2 separate regions of the Zea mays genome follow, and region 1 is linked to region 2. Evidence: chromatin contacts called from public Hi-C data. All regions are on one chromosome and are shown on one strand. Each heading gives the region's core, a stretch centred on a gene start, on an enhancer-like site or on the middle of the called end of the contact. The rest is flanking DNA. Distances are from core to core; before and after follow the strand shown.

What was found. A called contact is a pair of places that touch in the nucleus more often than the background predicts.
Region 1: a contact with region 2 is called in a Hi-C map of bundle sheath, with 2.2 times the contacts expected there. The contact joins the promoter of LOC103653190 here to the promoter of LOC103653181 in region 2. A contact is called at or near these places in 3 of 25 Hi-C or Micro-C datasets (bundle sheath, endosperm and leaf mesophyll).

The regions. Positions count from the first base shown.
Region 1 is chr4:44,963,141-44,969,314 of Zm-B73-REFERENCE-NAM-5.0, reverse strand. LOC103653190 (cytochrome b561 and DOMON domain-containing protein At5g47530) reads left to right here and starts at 3,660. Exons shown (of 3, transcript XM_008680150.4): 1 at 3,660-4,444; 2 at 5,291-5,545; 3 at 5,661-6,174. The coding sequence starts at 3,797. The coding sequence ends at 5,951.
Region 2 is chr4:44,213,215-44,219,504 of Zm-B73-REFERENCE-NAM-5.0, reverse strand. It overlaps LOC103653181 (oligopeptide transporter-like protein), which reads left to right and starts at 1,832. Exons shown (of 2, transcript XM_008680143.4): 1 at 1,832-2,667; 2 at 3,098-3,721. The coding sequence starts at 2,309. The coding sequence ends at 3,521.

The sequences.
Region 1 (6,174 bases), core at 2,411-4,910, 750 kb before region 2:
TCCGCTGCGACGCGGACGTGCCGGGCCGGCGTGCGGACGGGCTTCTGGTCCGTATCGACGAGAAACCCCGCGTCGTTATTTGGGGGGAAAAAAGCTAAGGTTCGGTGGCGAATGGGCGATGTCAGTGGACCGACTCGGTTCGTGCAGTGTGCCCGGCACGTCGACCGTGCGTGCGGACAGCAGCAGCGTCCTAGTCTGGCGTGGCGTCTTAACCGGGGCGCCGGAGCGGCGTCCGCGTGTGCGTGCGGCATGCAGCCATCTACCGTGTGTATGCGTGCGACGACACGAGACACGACGGGTTCCGTCGCGAGTGGCTGAGTTCAGCTTGGAGCCAAGGCAATCAAGGCGGCTTAAAGCCGCCGGCGCCGGCAACGGCAACCGCCCAGCGTTTAAAGTCCCGCGCGGTGACGTGCGTCCCGGCCCAAAGTTCGCAGCTAGGCGCGGCCCAGACCGAGTTCCCGGGTCGCTGCGGGTTCGTCACGGCCGCCCGCCGCGTGCGTTTTGGGGAAGCACGCTACCTGCTGAAACCTGAACGGTAGCAATGGGGCTGGGGCCTGGGGGCTGGGGCTTCCTGAGACCGGCGAGGCAATTGCATTGCACGGGAGAGTACCCATGGTCGTCGCACACGAGTCAGCGCTTGGGAGCCCTCAAAACCAGTAGGGGTGGAAACGGATCGAATACGCACGGATACGAATTCGAATGTTGCAGTTTACCATATTTTAGTCCGGATTCGGATACGAATTCAAATATCTTCGGATACGAATACAAAACGGATAGTCGAATATGAATTCTTATTCGAATATTTACTCAATTCAACTCAAATAGCATACTCTAAAATTTAACATATGTATATGTGAATTTTTATTTAAGTACAAGTTTATAGATAGTCAAAACAAACTTAAAAAAAATAGATTTCTCATGATACTCTATATCTAAGTCAATAAAACTATATAAATAATATTTTTAAACTATTGAATCGTGTAACAAAAGGTAAACAACAACACGTGATATTTAGTAAGTGACATTTATACAAATACAAGTAAACTAAAATTGATATAAAATAGTAAATGTACCAAGAAAAACAACTTTTTCGTTCTAAAATGAATGAATGTCTTATATAAATGTGTGTAACAAAACTTTAATGAAAACATGAAGAAATTTATATCTTTATTGTAAAGTGGAGAGTTATAGTTGAATGTTTATGGAACTTCGTTGAGATGTGTTCACTATATAGATAAAGTGGAGAGTTATAATTGAATGTTTATGAAACCTATTAAATTTTATTATTGAATATCACTAGAAATATATGATATATTTATTTATCATATAAATATTTTTTTAATATTTTAAATGATATATATCATTTTTAGTATATTATTAAACTTAAAATCATTTTTAATTAGTAATTAGTGATAAAGTTAAGTTTTAAATGGTTTCATGGAACATTTTTTTCACGAATACGGATAACATCGAATGTTTCATGGTTTTTTCGAATACGAATATGAAATCGGATAAAGAAAAGTACTATAAATCGAAATCAAATATATCCATTTGACATCCATATTAAAATCGAATACGGATACGGATATCCATATTAGCAGTTTTAGCAAATACGAATACGGATAATTTGAATTTCCAGACATCTATTTCCAGCCCTAAAAACCAGGCCTGCGACGGACCGGGAGGACGAGACAGACAGACAGACAGACTCGCACGACAGACAAACACGAGGGTGACCGGAGAGTCTGTGGCTGGCGCAGCCCGCAGCCGAGTCTCTGCATGAAGATCTTCGTCTTGGCGAGGCGGACTGACCGCCGTGGCCAACCCGCTCCAGGGTCCACAGCGCTCCTCCGCACCTCCTTCAGTCCTTCTTCATCAGTTTGGCAATTCACGTGCTCAACCTCAGATTCGGCGACTGGCCAGTGCTTCGGCTACAATGCCCTTGGTGGCAGCCCAGCGCTGACCCGACCCGACGGGCAGCAGCAGTAACAGCAATGCGTAAGCACTGACCTGGCTAACGTGCGGAGTCTGGCACGAATGTTATGCAACCTTTATGTTGGTCACTCGTTTTAGTCCGAAAGGATTTCAAAAAAAAGTCAACACAAGTTATTAAGGTTCTGATTGTAAGCACCTAGTTTTTAAGAAACTGATTTATGAAATTAAGATAGTTTCAAACATACCGATTTAGGCTATCCGCATTCATACTACTCTAAATTTCTACTCTAAAAGGAATATTCTATCCCCGTCAGCAAGATTATCTACTCTATACCACAATCTTCTACAGTCATGTTTACTCTATATCTCAACTCTATACCAACACACCGTACCCATGCTGCTGCTCTCTGCCTGTAGCTCTACCTGCAGAGTTGATGCCCGTACAGCTCTACCTCCGTCCGGTTTATTTTATTGCTATAGCGTTGATGCCCGTACAGCTCTACCTGCAGAGTTCTGGATGTGTGACTGCAAAATAGCGCAGGTGATAGCGTCCGCTGTTGCACCCTTTTCTTACTGCATGTGTGACTGCATGTGTATAGCGTATCTTTTACAGCTCGCGACTGTGCCCAGCCTTATACCTCAATTTATAGGAATTCAATTCTCAGTTTCTTAAAAACTAAGAAGCTGATTTCTCCTAGCTAAAAAAAATAAAAATTAGGTTGCCTGCTAACAGAACCTAAGTTGAAAGCTTCTCCCTCCAAAATAAAAGAAAGATGGTGCATCAGAAGGACGACAGATGAAGCTTTGAAGCGTGCTTTTAGATGGGAGCCGTTGGATAGACGAACTGCTGGGAGCTTTGTATGACAAAGCCTTTGTTCTGGAGTTGCTAGTTGATGTTTGCAATAGTTTGAGATGTCCCTTGTATCGCCTCACGAGGGGAAGCTTAATAATATGTTTGTATCTGCGTTTGTGGTTCCTGTTGTGGTCTGCTTATCCTTTTTCCTGAAAGTGCTCCATCTAGATGGGCTAGGCCAATGTGCCGGTCATGATGGATCATTTGTATCACTTGATGAACTTTGGATCCTACTACCACCATTCACAAATTTATGATACCGTTGTCTTGTCTTATTCAAAAATGTAAAATTTTAAGTCAACCACAAACTACCATAAAAACAAATCATAAAAAATGACAACTCATTTTTTTTGAATAAGACAAGTTGTCAAAGTTTTTTTAAAAGTTAACGATGCCATATATTTATGAATGGAGGGAGTATTTTATAATAAAATAGAGGGCTTTGTCTCTTTGTAAAAAAAAGCATTCGTGCTCATATAGTCATTTCGAATGTGACTAATCAGTTTTTGTGCGTATGAAGTATTCGTACGGTTTCTATATTCACAATATTTATAATATTTATTCTATATTGAAAATAAACAGTTGTGCCCCGCGCTCATTTTTGCAGACTGGGAGAGTGGAGCACAAATAAATATAAGTAATACATACTGACATTTTTTTGACTTCACTTTTCCCCTCTCAGTAACTGAAAGATCGTCAGCATCATTAACTTACGCACGGAAGATTTGTGTTGTGTAGCACAAAATACTTCTCCGTTCCATGAATGGATTCATGTAAACGGGCGCGGTGACCAATCGCAGGCATCCACCTGTCCACCGTCCTCTCCGGCCTCGTGTCCTCCTCCTTATTAACCGCGCCCACTGCCCACTGCAGAATCTGAGCTCCAACTACGGACCCAAAAATCCGCAACCCTTCTCTTTTTCCTGAGTTTCTCGTTTCCCCTCCTTGGGCTCGGAGGCTACAGTTCCTGCCCCACCCGCAAGACTGCCCCCGCGCGCGGCCGCGGCCATGTCCTTCCCGCGGCTCCTCCTGGCCGTCCTCGCCGCCACGGTGGCGGCGGCGTACGCGCCCGCGCGCGCGGCGGGCGCCGGCGCCGGTGCCTGCGCGGCGGAGAAATTGTCCAGCAACCGCGTGTTCCAGACGTGCGCCGACCTGCCCCGCCTCGGCGCGTCGCTGCACTGGTCCTACGACGCCGCGGCGTCGTCCCTGTCGGTGGCGTTCCTGGCGGCCCCGCCGTCCGCCGGCGGGTGGGTCGCCTGGGGCCTGAACCCCAAGGGCCAGAGCATGGACGGCACGCAGGCGCTGGTGGCCGTCCCCAGCGGCGGCGGCGGCGGCGGCGGCGCGTACGAGGTGCAGACCTACAGCATCTCCGGCACCTCGCTCGGCTCCCCGGGGGCCCCCCTCGCCTACCCGACGTCCGACCTCGCCGCCGAGCTCGGCGGCGACGGCCGCGTCCGGATCTTCGGCACGCTCAAGCTCCCGAACGGCACGGGCGGCGCCGAGGTCAACCAGGTGTGGCAGGTGGGGCCCTACTCCGGCGGGATCCAGATACACGAAATGAAAGGCGACAACATGAACGCCAAGGGCACGCTGAACCTCCTCACCGGCGCCACCGCCGCCGCCAGCGGTGGGGGCAGTATCCTCAGGAAGAAAAATGTGAGTCGCTCCGGCTCCGTTCCCCCCCTTTTGTCTGTTCGTGCTAAACCATCCGTTCGTTTCTTTGCTTATCACGCCCCGGTGCAAAATTTTAGAGACAATTTGATCCCATTCACAGCACAGCTCTACTAGTGTTCGATCCCTGACCCAATTTTCACCTTTTTTTAATAATAAAAAAAGAATAACCTTTTTAGCAAAGGAGCTCTTCTGTATCCACATGAAGCGTTACTGTATTCACATGAGGCACCTTCACATGAAGCGTTACTGCAACTGAAAAAAAAGAGATAATTCCTTTATCTGAAAAAAAACAAGCCACACAAATTTAAGTTTGTCGCATGTCGATGTAGGGACCGATTTAAAATTTCCAGGATTGGAAAATGCGTGAAGTCATGTTGTTCTACGATAGTCCCCGACTGAAATCAAAACCGTATTAGGGGGTGTTTGGTTACCCCAAACTAAAATTTAGCCCCCGTCACATCGAATGTTTGAACCTCCGTTTCGGGTATTAAATGTAGTCGGATTATAAAACTAATTTCTCAGCCGAAGATTAAAAGACGAGACGAATCTAGTCCAGTTGGTTGGGTCTATATTTCATACTCTTATTTGAAAGTCAAACGCTTGATGTGACCCGGGCTAAACTTTAGCAGGGGCAACCAAACACCCCCTTAGTCCTAGTCCGTACGGCAGGCAGCGTTTGCTGACCGTGTGACAGACTGACAGTACATCAGGCTCCTGTCTTCCTCACCCGTACGTACGTACACTACGGATTTCGACGCACTGCTATTACTATACTGTCCAGTAGTAGATCGAACTGATTAACTGAAACCGTTCTGATCCGGCACGCAGACGCACGGGATCCTGAACGCCGTGAGCTGGGGCCTCCTGCTGCCCATGGGCGCCACCTTCGCTCGGTACCTCAAGACGTTCAGGTCCGCCGACCCGGCCTGGTTCTACCTCCACGTGGCGTGCCAGCTGGCCGGGTACGGCGTCGGGGTGTCCGGCTGGGCCACCGGCATCCACCTCGGGAACCTGTCCAAGGGGATCACCTACTCGCTCCACCGGAACATCGGGATCACGGTCTTCGCCCTCGGCACTCTGCAGGTAACTGACTCCACACTTCACAGCGCAGCGCAGGCGCAGCACACACCCATGACCCATCCTTCCTTCTCATGGCTTTGGCTTTGCTCTGCTCTGCTTTGCTTTTGGCTGCTAGTAGGTCTTTGCGCTGTTCTTGAGGCCGAAGAAGGAGCACAAGTACCGGGTGTACTGGAACGCGTACCACCACTCGGTGGGGTACACGGTGATCGTGCTGGGCGTCGTCAACGTCTTCAAGGGCATGGCCATCCTGGACGTGGAGCGGAGGTGGAGGACGGGCTACGTCGCCGCCGTCTCCGTGCTGGCCGCCGTCGCCGTGGCGCTGGAGGCCGTCACGTGGGGCGTCGTGCTGCGGCGCCGGAAGCAGGAGGAAAAGACCTCCAACGCCGGCCGCTTGCCGCTGTCTATGTAATATATATATATATACCTCATCGTCGTCGTCGTCGGGGGCGTCTCACTATATATCTATCTGATCTGATCTGATCTTCAGAGTAGTAGGCCTTACGATGGGTTGGGTTAGCTAGCTAGTGTGTGTATCTTCATTGTATGGTAGGTGTCTCTGTGTGTGTGTGTATACTGCACGTTCGTATACTGGAGATGAGTGAGTGTGATACCGGCCGGCGGCATTGGTCTTT
Region 2 (6,290 bases), core at 583-3,082:
ATATTAGTACACAAAACCAATGTACTAAGACTTAGAAACATACCTTTGTTGTAGATTTGCACTTTGTTCATTCATGGGCATTGGTTCACATCTAAGCACTTGTGTTGACACTTAATCACCAAAATACTTAGAAATGGGCCAAGGGCACATTTCCCTTTCACTATCCACCCCATCTAGGCAACTTTCAAATATCCCGCGTGCCCCTCGGCCTACGGCGCACTCATGGCCTATCGGACTAGGTCTGAGTGTGCGGACCTTTAGCTAGGCACTAGACGACAGACCGCGTCGAACCCTAGGCTACGAAGGCCAGGGTGGGCATAGTCAAAATGATGGCGCTTGGGACCATCGCAGCCCCAAGCCATCCTCCGCGGTAAATACGAGACAGCTAGGCAGCCCCAGGCTCCATGAGTACGCATGGCTTCACCCTAGGTAGAACGCTAGTTTTACCCTTGCCTTACAGCTCCATCCCAAGGAAGACACCGCTGGTCGACCTCTCTTCTGGCCTATAAAAGGGAGGGGTTGGGAGAGTTCTTTTGGACGCTTCATAAGACAACCGGGCGACTCTGGACGCCTTCAGACGAAGCACCCACAAGGACGAACAGGAGGAGTGTCGACGAGGGCCAGAATGTCGGAGCCCTGCCGCCGAGCCAAGACTTAACTAGGACTCCACCTTGTAGCTTCTAAGCTCCACTTCCACCCAAAAAAAGAGACTTGGGAGCGTCTCCTCCATCTCTCGCCCGCTTGTAACCCCTACTACGGGTTTTGATCATTAATGAGCTCGGTAGTGCAAGCCACCGGTGACTGGAAGTAGGGAGGTTCTGCCCGAACTAGTATAAATCTTGTGCCTACCACGCACACCCTCCCGAAACGCGCAGAATAAATTTATTTGTCGGAACGAGATTCGAAACACCGACACACGTCGATCTCTGGCCTCCGTAGCCTGGGTCTCGACGCGGCTCGTCGTGTTGCAGGCCCTACAGATGGCCAGTGCGCTCAATCCTAGGGTTGATAGGTTGAGTGGACCGGAACACTAGGACTCGTAGGTCATAAGTGAAAGGTGGATCGACTTGTAAATCGGTGTCCGACACAGTAAACGTGACTAGTCACTTACGACGGGTCAGGAGCAGAATCCACTCGAGTGGCTTCCTCTTTCGCCCAACCCACTTTAGACTCGTGCCTTGGGACTATCCGAAACTGATCTTTTCGTGGTCCTTTTAGGGCTTGTTCGTTTTGGAGTGGATCCCCTCAGTCCACTCCAAAACGAACAAGCCCTTACTGGGCTAGTGGGCCCTACACACGCGGCGGGATCTTCTCAAATCCCCGGACGGTGTGCGAGAAGTACTTCTCCATCAACCGAGCCCTGCATCGACAGACAGACACCATTGTTTTTTACCTCCTCCTCCTCCTGACAGCGCGTTAACCGAACCTGGCGCGGAACACCTCGCTCGTTCACGCGCCGTCCATATCGTCTTCCACCGAACCCCACGAGAAAATCCTGAGAGCGATCGCTCCAGCTCGCGCTAATCCTCTTCCCCGGCTCTGTCGTAACGCCTGACAAACAAAATAGACAGAGGAGCACCAGCCACGTCACGCACGCGCGTACACTGCACATACGTACGTACGGAGCGTGTGGTCCAGCCTGCGCTGTGCTGTGCTGTGCTGTACGTACATCGTATGCCTAAGTAAAGTGACGTGTCGATGTCGTGCGCCCGAGTGTGCTGGTCCAACCTTACCTGCGTGTGGCCGAGCATGTGGCGCAGGTACCGTGTGCGTATACCGTACGGGGAAAAGATACTGACGGTGGGGGTTTGCTCTCTCCCTGATCCGAGCCTACGTAGCGCGGCTCGCGGGACCGGCGGGCCCACGCGGCAGCGAGCGACAGAGACGAGACCGGCTACCTCATCCACCCCCACCAGGTGCACTGCACTGCACACCTCGCTCGCCGCCGGTCGGTCGTCTCCTTCTCTCTCTCTCTCCGTCCGACTATACAATACAATTCCACTGCGTGGCAGGGTCCAGCTCCTTATCCTGTCCCCCTCGCCCCTTTCCCTTCCCCGCCCGTCTCCTCCCCCTCCCTGCCTCTCCGCCCACCCACCCACTGACCCACCCACCCATCTCGCTCGCGCGCGCCGGGATTTCTCGCCTTCGCTCAATCGCTCCGCGGCTCTCCTCCTGCGCGCCGGCCGGTCGATCCGGGCGCCGGGGCCCGAGGTGCGCCGCGGCGGAGGCTCTGCCGGGCCGGATTCGCTGATCGGTCGGTTGGTAGGTTCGGTTGTTAGGTAGGTAGGTAGGTTGGTTGGTCGCGGGCATGTCCACGGCGGTGGCGCGGCCGGCGCACGGCGGCTTCCGGCAGTCGGGGAGCGGGAAGCCGGATCCGGAGGACGCGGACAGGATGAGGGACGCCAACGGGTACTTGGTCCAAGAACGTGAGAAGGAAGAGGAAGAGCGTGGCGGTGAGGCGGCGGCGGCGGGGAGGGAGGAAGAGGCGCTGTCGGAGGCCTCGTCGATCGGCGCGGCGTCGTCCGACAGCTCCTCCATCGGCGAGAACTCCGCGTCCGACAAGGAGGGCAGCGACGGGGAGGAGGAGGAGGTGGAAGGCAAGGCGCAGGGGCTCGGCATGATGGGGCTGGCCACGCTCCAGTCCTTGGACGATGCCCTGCCCACCAAGTAAGCTGCTTGCTTCTCTGCTAATCCCCTTTCTCTTCCTGATCTGATCTACCGCTAGTATTAGTAACTGCTGCTACTGCTTGGTGTTGTTTCTTCTACTATGCCGCTAGAAATTGCTCCTGCAAAACCGACCGCTGCTGGAGACAACATGTTTTATGGATAAAAATCCGATTTTTTTGCTGCGAAAAATAATGTTCTTGTAGCGAAATTGTAAGAGGCTGGTTTAGATCCGAGTAGAGTAGCTAGCAATGACAAGAGATGTGTACATAGAAAAGAAGAGAAGTGTTTTTTCTTCCCATCCTTAGCAGCAGTCGTGGTTTTGACAGCAGCAATGCATTTCCCTGCTGATCCTCTCTTTCTTGCCCTATAATGAGAATAGTAATAATATATAATCCTTGAACACCGAACTAACCGAGGAACGAATTCGTAGGCGGGGCCTGTCCAACTTCTACGCGGGCAAGTCCAAGTCGTTCACGAGCCTGGCGGAGGCGGCTGCGACGGCGGCCGCCAAGGAGATCGCGAAGCCGGAGAACCCGTTCAACAAGCGGCGGCGCGTGCTGCGGGCGTGGTCGCGGCGGCGGGCGTCGTGCAGCGCGCTGGCCACCGCGTACCTGCCGCCGCTGCTGGCCCCGGACCACGCGGTGGTGGAGGAGGACGACGAGGAGGGCGCGGACGACGAGGACGAGGACGAGGGCCAGCACGGGCGCGGCGGGCTCAGGGGCAGGAGGCCGCCCACGTTCCCGTCCCCGCGGCTGAGCGCGCACGCCACCGCCGGCCAGATGGCGAGGGCCGGGTCGTTTCGGTCCCCGAGGTCCTTCTCCATGACGGACCTCCACAGCGCGGAGTACGAGTAGGCAGCGACAGACAGCAGCCACGATTAGAGCCAGAGCACCTCTGGTCTGTCTCCTTCCTCCTCTAGGCGCCAGAAGAGGTGCTGTTGCTGGTGATGCTGCCACTGCTGTTACATCCATTACTGCTATATGGTCATCAAGATGCATATTATATATATAAGAAGGAATTCCATTGCTTGTGCTTGCCATCGTGCCGGCCTGAATCTGAATGTCGCATGAAACATTTCTCTGTCTGAACAAACCAGCAGCACCAGGATTCAGGTTTCAGGGCTTCGCGCAAAGCCAGTGGCAGCATGCCAGCATGGGATGGATCATGGATGCCGAAAAGAAGAAAGCGAGGAGGAATGGGATGGGTCATGCATGCATGCCGAAAATAATGTTCAGGAGATGCTGGCGATGTTGTGTTTGCGTTGCTCCTCTTGCCTCTGCACCTGCTGCTGGTGACTCGCGGGAGCAGACAAACGGTGGGTGATGATGAGTCCTACGCCGCCGGCCTAATCCCATCGAAGACAACCCTAATCTAAGCATGACATTATCGACAGCGGCAGGGTTCGTGGAGAAGGCAGCGACAAATCCAAGCATACAGCACGAGAAGAAAAAAAAAAGATCTTTTCTCACAAGTAGGGCTGACAATGGGCTATAAATTTTGCACTATAAGATTTAAGTATCGAAGCGGGTTAGGATCAGACTCTATTTATAGTCATTTTTGAACTATAATTTATTTAAGGCTTTGACATTTTACGAAGAACTATTTGGATCACGATCCATTACCACTCCTACTCACAAGGCAGCCGTAGCATAGCAGTGGCCAGTGGGTAGGTCTGGTGGCACAGTCCATGGTTGACTTGTTTGCAATGAAAGGTTGCTTGGTTTGTACAATAACAGATGTTAAAATAGAACAGATAGTCTAGAAATATAAATTGTACTACTAGGAGGAAGAAAAAAAAGCTAGCATCCACGAGCTGCCACGTACTGGACGGTTCACGGAGCAGACGGACTTGTCTGCGCCGTGGCTTTGGGAGGTGTGTGCGCGACGGAACGGGGAGGGAAAGCGAACCCAAATCACGGCCACCGAGGCACCGACCTTCGCGTTAATAAATCCCGGATCCTACGCCGTCTCGTCTCCCCGGACGACCTGCGGCGAGGTGTCGCAGGAGCCGCCGTTTCGTTTTGGTTGGAGGGATTTTTGAGCCGACAGTCTTTGTCAAGTCAACCGCATGGATCATCATCACTAGTCGTAAAGATGATAAACTTATGTTTCATGTTTATATTCAAATAAATAATGATAAATTTAGACATATATACAAAACATATATATTAATTAATTATTGTATGAATATAATAGTAAAACGAATTTTAAATCGGACAGAGGGGGTATTTGACTAATAGTAACTTTTTTGTGTTTATGTATTGTGTTTAGATGGTTGTTTGGGTTGTCCGCATAAGAACGTATAAAATATGGTGTTTGCATTATAGATTATACTGTCTATAAAGTTAAGTTTGAAATATGAATGAGGTAGGGGATAAAATATGATAGCTGATGGAGACATCTTTAGGACCCCTTTGGCACGACTCTTTGGACGGCTCCAACTCGGACACATCGTGAAACCCTACCAAACAGTAACGGCTTCTCGTCGAGAGCCTTTCAAGAGCTAGAGGCATTTTATTGTTGAGAGCGAGAGCACCAAGAACTTGGTTTCTACCGGCTCCTATATTTTCCTCATACATCATTCAAAAGAACACGCAGAAAAGCTGTTTCGGCAAACGAATTGCGAAACGGCTCCGGTTCCTCAATAGAAGCCAAGGAGCGAGAGTCGGGACCATTTTCAAAGGAGAAAAATGAGCAAGAGCCCTACCAAAGAGGCCCTTAGTTTGTATAAAGAGCTACCCCCTCGGTCCATACGAGTGGCTACGTTTGAATGTACTAGAGCTAATAGTTAGCTTCTAAAATTAGCTGAAGATATATCCAAACAATCTAGCTAATAGTTCAACTATTATATGTTTTTTAGTAAATTAGCTAATAGTTAGCTAGCTAATTTCATTAACAATTTTTAACTAACTGAGTAACTATTAGATCTAGTGCATTCAAACACCCCCTTAGGCCATGTTTGTTTTGGATTATAATCTATCCAATTTATATAATCTGATGTAAATAATCTGGAAGGTAAACAAACACCTAGATTATAGGTCCAGATTATATAATCTAACGCTCAGATTATGATAAATTCATAATCTCATCAAGAGAAGCTTATTTGAGATTATTTTTAATAGAAGACCCACTACCCATGGTTATGTTCACAAAATTAAAAAGCCTGTCATTCACCTTTTCCAAATCGGACGTATAATTATCTTCAAATCGCACGTACAAGCGTCTCCTTCTCCCATCGTGCGGCGATCTTCTCTCCTACGGATTATAATCTAGGCAACCAAACAACTATCTACATATTATAATCTATACAGATTATAATCTAGATTATATAATTTAGATTATAATCTAAATTATATAATCTATAAACTGAAACAAATAAGTCCTTTGTCTTTTGTCCTAAGTCAAACTATTTAACCTTTGACCACCAATATATATAAGACTGATTCATTTTGAACTAAAAGAACTACGTATTACAATAATTCAAGTCACGATGAATCTAGTAATGTTACTTTTTTGTTGTAAAATCTTATACATAGGATATAACCGGTCAGGTGTGAACGGATGCGTTGGAGCTAGGCGAGTCTAATCTCACGCGAGGCTAATCTCATCCTATCCTATCCTGT